Regions from separate parts of the Drosophila melanogaster genome. Here region 1 is linked to region 2. The links are chromatin contacts, called in public Hi-C maps. All regions are on one chromosome and are shown on one strand. The core of a region is the stretch at or near the end of the contact, and the rest is flanking DNA. Distances in the headings are between cores, read along the strand shown.

Evidence for each region. A called contact is a pair of places that touch in the nucleus more often than the background predicts.
Region 1: a contact with region 2 is called in a Hi-C map of the Kc167 cell line, with 1.7 times the contacts expected there. A contact is called at or near these places in 16 of 107 Hi-C or Micro-C datasets (the D17-c3 cell line, the Kc167 cell line, the S2 cell line and 5 more).

The regions. Positions count from the first base shown.
Region 1 is chr3L:9,885,988-9,890,799 of dm6, forward strand. It overlaps Taf2 (TBP-associated factor 2), which reads right to left and starts at 2,696. Exons shown (of 6, transcript NM_168387.3): 1 at 2,533-2,696; 2 at 2,415-2,469; 3 at 587-2,352; 4 at 116-528; 5 at 1-57. The coding sequence starts at 2,582. CalpB (Calpain-B) reads left to right here and starts at 2,775. Exons shown (of 3, transcript NM_079292.5): 1 at 2,775-4,237; 2 at 4,304-4,578; 3 at 4,797-4,812. The coding sequence starts at 3,297.
Region 2 is chr3L:9,620,564-9,626,020 of dm6, forward strand. CG3335 reads left to right here and starts at 3,674. Exons shown (of 4, transcript NM_140080.2): 1 at 3,674-3,809; 2 at 3,862-5,457. The coding sequence starts at 3,774. LanB2 (Laminin B2) reads left to right here. Exons shown (of 10, transcript NM_079282.2): 7 at 1-1,801; 8 at 1,860-2,196; 9 at 2,254-2,554; 10 at 2,616-3,417. The coding sequence ends at 2,827.

The DNA of each region.
Region 1 (4,812 bases), core at 1,446-3,945, 260 kb after region 2:
GATCGAAAAGAAAACGCATCACTTCCGGCGGGCAAATACCATGAGATGTGCGCAGACCTGAAAAGGAATGCAAAAGTTTTAAAATAAATCACCCTGCTTAGCTAAGCAAACTAACCTGCCATGGCTACGGGAATAGCCTTCTGCAGGAAGTACAGCTGAAAGTTGGAGAAGTTGTTCAGTTTGATAATGTGCGGAGCACTAAATGAGCCGAAAAACTTCCTAAATATGTTCAGCATGGCGGGCGGTCCACTCCAGGAGGCCACCATCTGGTTGGCCACTTTGGTCAAGCTATGGGCTGCCTCGCAGCGCACCTGATAGAAGCAACGTTCGCTTTCTATGGTGTCGGTTAAAGCAAGCCTGGTGGCATTCGTGGGGTACTTTTGCAGGGCTTGAATCGCCTGAAATTGAGCAGTAACATCACGTTCATGCCGAAGCTGATACTGCCACTGGAAGTCGGGCTGTTCGATTATGAGGTCGCGCAGCAGAATCATTTCGGGATCGAGGCGGATCCAAAGCACAGGTGAGTCGCTATGTAATAGTAAAAGTTAACAAAATTGTTTAATCATATATTCGATAAAAAACTTACTCCATGGCTGATAAATCCATATCCACTTCCTCACCGGTGCACAAGGGGATCTTCTTCTTTTTGTTACGCCTGCTCTTCGAGTGGCAAGTGATATCGGACTTTACCAGGGTACTCTCAATCTGCAATGTGTGCTTAAACGTTCCATCCAACTCCTGCAGCTGCACCATCAATGGACCATTGTATTTTCTAATTCCCCGCTGATTAACATAGTCCTGGCGGATTTCCAGTTCAATCGTGTTTCTCTTGCGATTGAACACAGATGTGAGCGAAAACTTGGCGTGCCCTCCAGTGCGCACCCACTGGTCCATGAAGACAGACATATCTTTTCCGGTTACGGTGAAGATGGCCTTGATAAAAATGTTGGTCGAGATGAGCAGCTGAGACCAGAGTCCTGCACCGATCTTTGTCGTTGCCGCACTTGAAGCCAAAGCCAATTGCTTATTGAACACCTGAATCAGCAGCTCCTGCCCGATGCGGTTCTCCAGCATCCGGATTACGAAATGCGCTTTCCTTCGCATCGCCTCCACATACTTCGGCGATACGGTGTGCAAACTCTTGATGGGAAAATAGTGGACAATCTCCTGCTGTTTGCTGGAAGCCGCCGATTGATTTGTGCCCGAAACAGGCAAAGGAGCTGGCGGCTGACTGCAATCGAGAATAATGCCGCCATACTGCTCCTCGTAGCGAACGACACGCGCCAGTTCAGATTGCACCCAAGCACGGTACTCGTTGTTGCCGAAGCACTTCCTGGAATACAATCCACACAGGTACTCCGCAATGCCCTTGGCCAGCCAGGTGTCCGACCAATGATGGGATGTAATAAAGCAGCCGAAGAATTGCTCAGCCACAGCGCGCGACATAAAGGTTCGAGATATATAGGTCTGATCGATGATAGCTATGGAGTGCAGCAGATTCACCGAAGCAATGCTCATAGTGGCATAGGCACTTATGTCCGTGTCCAATTCGTCTACAAACACTTGTTTGTAGCAACTGAATGGGTAGCGCGTAGATAAGGTCTCCTCGTAAAATTCAAATGCCTCGTGCAAATAGCGAACCGTATTTTTTAACAGCGGCAACAATCCGGGCAGACAAAAGTGGGTCACTTCATGCATGTGCGGATCCACGTAGATCTCAAACTGACCCACAGCCAGCGCAATATTTGGTGCACATACTGGTGTGCTAACCGAATAGTGGAAGGTTTTCTTTCGCAGATCTGGGGTCATAATGACTTCTAGAAGTTCTCCACACGAAACGGCGGTCATATTTTTGTCGACAGTGAACTCCAGCCGCCAGGTGCAGGGATCGGCGAAACTGTCCACGCAGGGAAACCACAATCTCGACGAGTTTTCATAGCAATTGGTGAACATATGCGAGCTGTTCATCTGTGTCTCCTCGTCCGTTGAAGCGGGTGGTATGACAAAATGTACGCCGCATTTGGGATTCTCCAACGAGAACTCGATGCGGATGCGCAGACCCTGACCCTCCTGGATCATAGAGTAGCCCTCGGGCGGAACCTGGATGAGCAGTTCGCCGTTGTTCACATCGGGATCGGTGTACTGGGCGGCGGTCAGATGATGCTTGGAGTAGACCTCCAGCGCGCGGCTCTTGTGCTCCTTGTAGCAGATGTTCTGGAAGGGATCGAAGTACGTGAAATCCGCCTGGCAGACATCGTTCAAAACGACGCTGTAGATTCTCAGCTGCTTGGCATTCAGGCGTATCAGGCGCAGATTCTCGCTGTTCGGCACAATGGTCAGCTCGACCACGCCCTAAAGGGAGGAGGTGTGTTATGTTTTGTACATATTTAAGTGTATCTAAGTTATATCCTTACGATTATGCTCCTCCGCTCGAAACTGATGCCCGTGAGGCTCACAACCTGATGCGCCGTGCTATTCAAAAGGGAGAACTCATTATTTTTGGATTCCTAACAGAGCAGGGTGAATACTTATAATTTAAACGGTCGCAGCGGCACCTCGGGCACCTCAGGTTGCGTTTCCATCGCTCAAATGCCGGTTCTGCGCCAGAATTTATTAACTAATTTGCGTTTGTTATAAAAAAAAACACAGCACTGTTTAACTTCTTCTTCTTCTATTGAAAATGCCGACAGGGCTAAAAAAATACCAAATTCATTCGGATAAAGATGGCAACTCTGCGCGACAATGTAGCCCTGCTCGCCTTTTTTTAACCCTCGAAACGTGTTGGGTCTTCAATATTGACACTAATTTAATAGTTTACGTTCGTAAACAATATAGACTACATAACTACTTCTCTAATACCATAAAAATACATTTTTTAGAAAACTAAAATTTATTAAAAGCTATATTTGTTTTTATTGAAACTGTTTAATAAAACAAAATTAATATTTCTATAATATATTTTCTGAGTTAATAAATGAATTAGAATGTTATAAATATTTCATTCTGCATTTTCAAAGCTTTTTTGATTGCACATGCATATTCAAAGAAAATTTATACAGAACGCGCAAGGGTTAAAGATTATGAATCATTTACCGAGAAAGTTAAATTTGGATACTTCTCCCATTTAAAGCGTACGATTCTCAGCGAGTCAGCAGTTTTACCACGGCAGCGAGTTAATAAACATCTGGATATCATCCAGTTCCGTAGTTTTAGCCGATTTGCAACGCCATTAGTAGTTAGATTTAGGGAAAAACCAGTGCGTGGACGAGGAAAACCACAGCGAAAAACCAGTAAAAATGTACGGCATTGATAATTACCCCAAGAATTATCATGCCAGTGGCATTGGCCTTGTCAATTTGGCGGCCTTGGGCTACAGCAAGAATGAAGTCAGCGGCGGGAACGAAGGAGGAGGAGCTCCCAAACCCAAAGCGGGTCTCTACCCCTCGTTGCCCTATCCATCATCCGAATCCGTGGGCGGAATGCCATATGTGGTAAAGCAGACGAGTCATGCCCAGAATGCTTCGTATGCGGGACCCACCATGGGCATGGGAATGCCCGTGCCAGAAGCCCCCTCAGCGCCGGCTCCATACCCCAGTGCCACGCCATACCCTGGATCAGGACTTTATCCTAGTCTGCCATCAGCCAACGTATCATCGCTGCCGTACCCCACTGCGCCTATGGCGCCCTATCCAACCGGAATGCCCTATCCAACTGGCATGCCGCAGCCCAATCTACCCTATCCGGCGGCTCCGCTCGCACCATATCCATCTGCCATGCCCGGTTTGCCCGGTATGCCAATGCCGTACGCTCCCATGCCAACGAGTCCGGCTCCCCAGCACAATATCGGATTCCCAGCACTACCATATCCCACGGCACCGCCACCGGAAAGTGCTCCAACCCAGGAGGAGGAACCTTCCGTCGGCGTGGCCGAGCTAAGCTTCACCAGCGTGAAGGTGCCCGAGAACCAGAACATGTTTTGGATGGGTCGCAAGGCCACTAGTGCCCGGCAGAACAGCGTAAGCAAAGGCGATTTCCAATCGCTGCGCGACAGTTGCCTGGCTAATGGAACCATGTTCGAGGATCCCGATTTTCCGGCCACCAACGCTTCGCTGATGTACTCACGACGACCGGATCGCTACTACGAGTGGCTGCGTCCCGGTGACATCGCCGATGATCCGCAGTTCTTCGTGGAAGGCTATTCACGATTCGATGTGCAACAAGGAGAACTTGGCGATTGGTAAGACCAAACGCATTAATAACACATAAGTGGACATAAATTCAAAAATTAAATATTCCTTCACAGCTGGCTACTGGCTGCAGCTGCCAATTTGACGCAGGACTCGACGCTCTTCTTTAGGGTAATCCCGCCGGATCAGGACTTCCAGGAGAACTACGCTGGCATCTTTCACTTCAAGTTTTGGCAGTATGGCAAGTGGGTGGAAGTGGTCATTGATGACCGTCTGCCCACCTATAATGGCGAGCTAATCTACATGCACTCCACGGAGAAGAACGAGTTTTGGAGTGCCTTGCTGGAGAAGGCTTATGCAAAGCTGCATGGATCTTATGAAGCACTCAAGGGTAGGAAATGGAATATTATCAGTATTTGTAGAAGCGTAGAAAATTTGTGGCATACCAAAATTTATTTTAGTTTCTAAAAATACACTATGCTTATCATATGTTCTTAAAAAAAAATAAACTAATGTGGCACTTATCGCGGTTAGGACTTTGTTGAATAGATCTGAAATTTAAATACTTTCATTCTAATAATTTTTTTGTAACCATCTCTTCACGATTAGGCGGCACCACGTGCGA
Region 2 (5,457 bases), core at 2,424-4,923:
CGGGCAGGTGCATTTGCCAGCACAACACCCACGGCGATAACTGCGATCAGTGTGCCAAGGGATTCTACGGAAATGCCCTGGGCGGAACTCCCAACGACTGCAAGCGTTGCCCCTGTCCCAATGATGGTGCCTGCCTGCAGATCAACGAAGATACGGTCATCTGTACGGAGTGCCCGAAGGGTTACTTTGGTTCCCGTTGCGAGCAGTGTAGCGATGGCTTCTTCGGAGATCCCACGGGTCTCCTGGGTGAGGTGCAGACTTGTAAGAGCTGTGACTGCAATGGCAACGTGGATCCCAATGCCGTGGGCAATTGCAACCGGACTACGGGCGAGTGCTTAAAGTGTATCCACAATACAGCCGGAGAGCACTGTGATCAGTGTTTGTCCGGACACTTTGGTGATCCTCTGGCCTTGCCTCATGGACGCTGTGATCGCTGCAGTTGCTACGAGGCTGGAACCGAGCAGGATGAACAGAGTATCACGCGATGTGACCAAGTCACTGGTCAGTGCCAGTGCAAGCCGAATGTAATTGGAAGGGATTGCGGAGAGTGCCAGCCGGGCTATTTCAACATCCGATCGGGCAATGGCTGCGAGAACTGCCTGTGCGATCCGGTGGGCAGCTACAACTCCACCTGCGATCGCTACTCTGGCCAGTGTCACTGCCGACCAGGTGTAATGGGTCAGCGGTGCGATCAGTGCGAGAACTATTTCTACGGATTCTCCAGCGAGGGCTGCAAGCCATGCGAATGCGACGAGAGCGGCTCAAAGGGATTCCAGTGCGACCAGAATGGTCAGTGTCCTTGCAATGATAACGTGGAAGGACGTCGTTGCGATCGCTGCAAGGAGAACAAGTACGACAGGCATCGGGGTTGCATCGATTGCCCCGATTGCTATAACCTCGTCCAAGATGCCGCCGATTTGCATCGTGCCAAGTTGTTCAATCTCAGTCAAACGCTGGACGAGATTGCTCGCACGCCGGTGACCAATGACGATGAGTTCGAGGCCAAGTTGAAGGCGGTGCAGGAGAAGGTGGCTGTCCTGGCCCAGGATGCACGCGATAATTCCGGTGATGGTGGTCAAACATACGCAGAGGTCATCGATGATCTTCACAAGCACCTGGACAGCGTGAGAGAGCATCTGGTGAGCGCGGATAAGTTCCAGGCAGATGCCAATGGGGAGATCGACAGGGCGCGCCAGAACTATACCATTCTGGACCAGATCACCGAGAACGCCAAGAAGGAACTGCAGCAGGCCCTCGACCTCCTGAATGACGAAGGTGCTCAGGCTTTGGCCCGGGCCAAGGAGAAGTCTGTGGAATTTGGACAGCAATCGGAACAGATCTCGGACATCTCGCGGGAGGCTCGTGCCCTGGCCGACAAACTGGAGTCGGAGGCCCAGTTCGATTTGAAGAACGCCAAGGATGCCAAGGATGCGGTGGAGAAGGCCCATCAGCTGGCCAAGAGTGCCATCGATTTGCAGCTAAAGATCGGCACCGAGCTCCGTTCGGAGGTTGGTCTGGAGCTGAGTCATGTGAAACAATCCCTGGGCACCGTAGTGCAGACCTCCAAGGAGGCTCTTCGCAAAGCCAACGAGGTCTACGATACAGCATTGACCCTGCTCAATGATGTCAATCGTCAGACGCAACCGGAAATCGATATCAGTCAGTTGAAGAAGGATGCAGTGGCCGCCAATGAACGAGCGGATGAGCTACTCAAGCAGATAACTGAATTGTCCAACAGCAACGGCGAACTCTTTGCGGATTTCGAAACGGAACAGGAACTGACGGAGGCGCTGCTTAAGAGGTGGGTGCTCCACGCCTTATCCTTATTAACTCTTTTCTAACTTGATCTATAATTTCAGAGCTGAACAGCAGCAACTGGAGGACATCGAGCTGCTAGAGCGAGCCAAGGCTGCCCACGACAAGGCTACCAAGGCAGTGGAACAGGGCGACAATACCCTAAAGGAGGCCAACAATACCTACGAGAAGTTGGCCGGCTTCCAGTCGGATGTCCAGCGCTCTTCTGAGAGTGCGGAGAAAGCCCTGCAGACGGTGCCCAACATCGAGAAGGAGATTCAGAATGCGGAAAGCCTGATCAGCCAGGCGGAGGAGGCTCTCGATGGAGCCAATAAGAATGCCAACGAGGCCAAGAAGAATGCCCAGGAGGCGCAGCTGAAGTATGCCGAACAGGCTTCCAAGGTAAGTCATTCAGGGACATCTTATTATCCTTACTAAATTCGTAAAATTTCTTGACAGGATGCTGAGCTGATCCGCCGCAAAGCCAATGAGACCAAGGTGGCTGCCCGCAATCTGCGCGAAGAGGCCGACCAACTGAATCATCGCGTGAAACTCACCGAAATGGACATCTTCAAGCTGGAGGAGAGCTCGACCAAGGACGACAATCTGGTGGACGACGCCAAGCGAAAGGTGGGTCAGGCCAAGGCCGATACCCAGGAGGCCCAGAAGCAGATCGAGAAGGCCAATGCCGACCTGACGGCCATCAAGGATGAGCTGGAGAATCTGAAGGACATCAACACGGGCGATTTGGATAGATTGGGTAAGAAACAGAAACCTCTCTAATCTGAATTTACTTATGAGTAATCTAATTAATCTCGCAGAGAATCGTTTGGCCACTGTGGAGGGTGAGATCAATCGCGTCAACCTGACGGGACGCATCGAAAAGTACCGGGAACAGCGCACCATTCAGAAGAATCTGATCGACAAGTACGATGCCGAGCTGAGGGAGCTCAAGGATGAAGTCCAGAATATTGGACTTATTTCCAAGGCTCTCCCCGATAGCTGCTTCAGTCGCAATCGCCTGGAACCCTAGAGCTCTGCGAACAACCCCACTTCCCATAACAACTACTTCAATTTTAACTAAGAACGAAGATCTGAGACGAGACGAACAAATCAGATTTATGATAGAACGTAGACGTTGAATGAAATTATGTAATTTTAGTGCCTTAGCCGAAATATTCTGTTTAGTGACCCAGCCCAAGGATCCAAGGATCCACAAAGGAGACCAACTGAGCAACGTTAAGCTTTAACGCATCATCGTTCGCCTACTGTATGCCATATACTATAATGATACAACGGATACAAGAGGATGGATGATGGCCACATCGAGAATCAACTGCCAACTGTGCTTCACCAGTTTCAAGCCAGCAACGGACTGTATTATATGTTAAAAATGAGACACTAAACGAAACACACAAGACCTTGTACTCCCACAATCCGACAATCCAATCGCATATCTATATCTCTACCGTAGCTCCACCTGAAGTCTATTCTAAACACTTATATATTAACATATTTGTCATCTACGTTTAATGTGCCAATACAATTACCATGTATCTTTGTGTATAAGTCGCTTAAAGAGTTTCCTTTCAAAATATAACTTTTCCAACGTTGTAAGTTTGTAAAAATCCACCCTTTAAACTTGAACTGGGGAAATATAAGGATGCTCAAGCGAAGTGACGTTTTGAAGTCGAGGTTATTTTACTTTTTCATTCAGCTTTGATTTGCCATCACCCATTATAATCGAAACACAACTTAAAAAATATATAAATTTGAATATCTACATGTAAAATGTAACGTAAAGTAGAGTCGATGAAACGATAGACTTTTCGATAGTATACAAATTTCGACTTTCGATACTACTGATGCTACTATCGCTCGTTTTGCATATCTAATGCACGTGTTGTTTCAATTTGTTTGTAAACAAAAGTTTTCTTAAATGAGTTTTTAGCTGCAGACCGACAAATTAGCCACAAAAGATGTCACGAATTATAGTCAAACAGCTGCCCAAGCATGTGAGTATGTAGACTTGTTAAAAAAAAGCATCTACTTAAACTGAAATTGTAGATCACCGAAGACAAACTGCGTCAGATTTTTGGTGCCCAGGGCACGATTACGGATCTGCAACTAAAATACACGCCCGATGGAAAGTTTCGGCAATTTTGCTTCGTGGGTTACAGCACCGAGGAGGAGGCCCAATCGGCCATCCGGCACTTTGACAACACATGCATTCAGACCAGCCGGGTGCGCGTCGAATCCTGTGCTGCCTTGGGCAGCGAAGATAAGCCACAATCTTGGAGCAAGTACGCCAAGGACAGCAAGAAGAACCTAGACAAATTGAAGGAGAAGGAAAGGGAGGCGGCTGCCAAGGCTAAGGAGTCTGAGAAAAAGAAGAAGAAAGATAAAGTTGACAAGGTGGACCAAATTTTGAGCAGACACAAAGACGATCCGGAATTCCAAGAGTTTCTAGAGGCGCATGACAAGTCGCGAACGCTGTGGGGAAACGATTTGGGTATAAATAAAAATCGGGAGAACGAAGAAGAGGATGATGAGGAACAGGAAGAATCTCGAGCTGCCAGAGATGACAGTGGAGTGGATGCAGATGCAGGAGATGAGGATGGCTCAGGCGATGAGGCAGATGAGGAAGAAGACACCGATAAACTGGCCGAAAAGCCCATCAGCGATCTTGAGTATATGAAATCCCTGATGGCAACCACATCCGGCGAAGCTACTGCAAAGAAACCCAAAGCCAAGGCGGATAAATCAAATTTGGAGCTGTTCACCATTAAAATACACAATGTACCATACAACACCAAGCGCCAGGAGGTGCTAAAGTTTTTCAAGCCCCTGAAACCGTACTCCGTTCGGCTGCCCAGCAAAGTTCACGGCTTCTGCTACGTGGGTTTTAAAACTGAGAAAGACATGGCCAAGGGAATGCTTAAAAACAAGAGTTTCATCAAGGGCAAGCAAGTATTCTTCTCCGACTTTACAGAGAAGAACAAGGTGACCAAAGCGAGCAAGAGTGGACAACCATTGGCACCAGCCGCCGTCGATGCGGGCAATGCGAAGTGGAAGCATCAGCAGGACAGTTTATCCAAAGAAGATGACATCTCCGAGTCCGGGAGGATATTCTTTCGTAATCTAGCATACACTACTACCGAAGAGGATCTGCGCAAGCTTTTCGAGCAGTTCGGTCCCGTGGTGGAGGTTAACTTGCCCCTCGACAAGCTAACGCGAAAAATCAAGGGCTTTGGTACAGTTACGTACATGATGCCGGAGCACGCATTAAAGGCTTTTAATACCCTCGATGGCACTGATTTCCATGGCCGTCTCTTGCACCTTCTGCCCAGCAAGGACATCGAAAAGAATCCGAAAGAGGATTTGGATGAAAACGATGCCAGTCTGTCATTCAAAGAAAAGAAGGCCTTGAAACTCAAGAAGAACGCCCAAAAACCAATTGGCTGGAACACATTGTTTCTGGGTGCCAATGCTGTTGCAGAAATTCTCGCCAAGCAATTCAAGACCTCAAAGGAACGCATCCTGGACACAAGCGATGGTGGCAGTAGTGCCGCCGTGCGCTTGGCTTTGGGAGAAACCCAAGTCGTCATCGAGATGAAGCGCTTCCTGGAGGAAGAAGGCGTTCGTCTTGATGCATTTGATGAG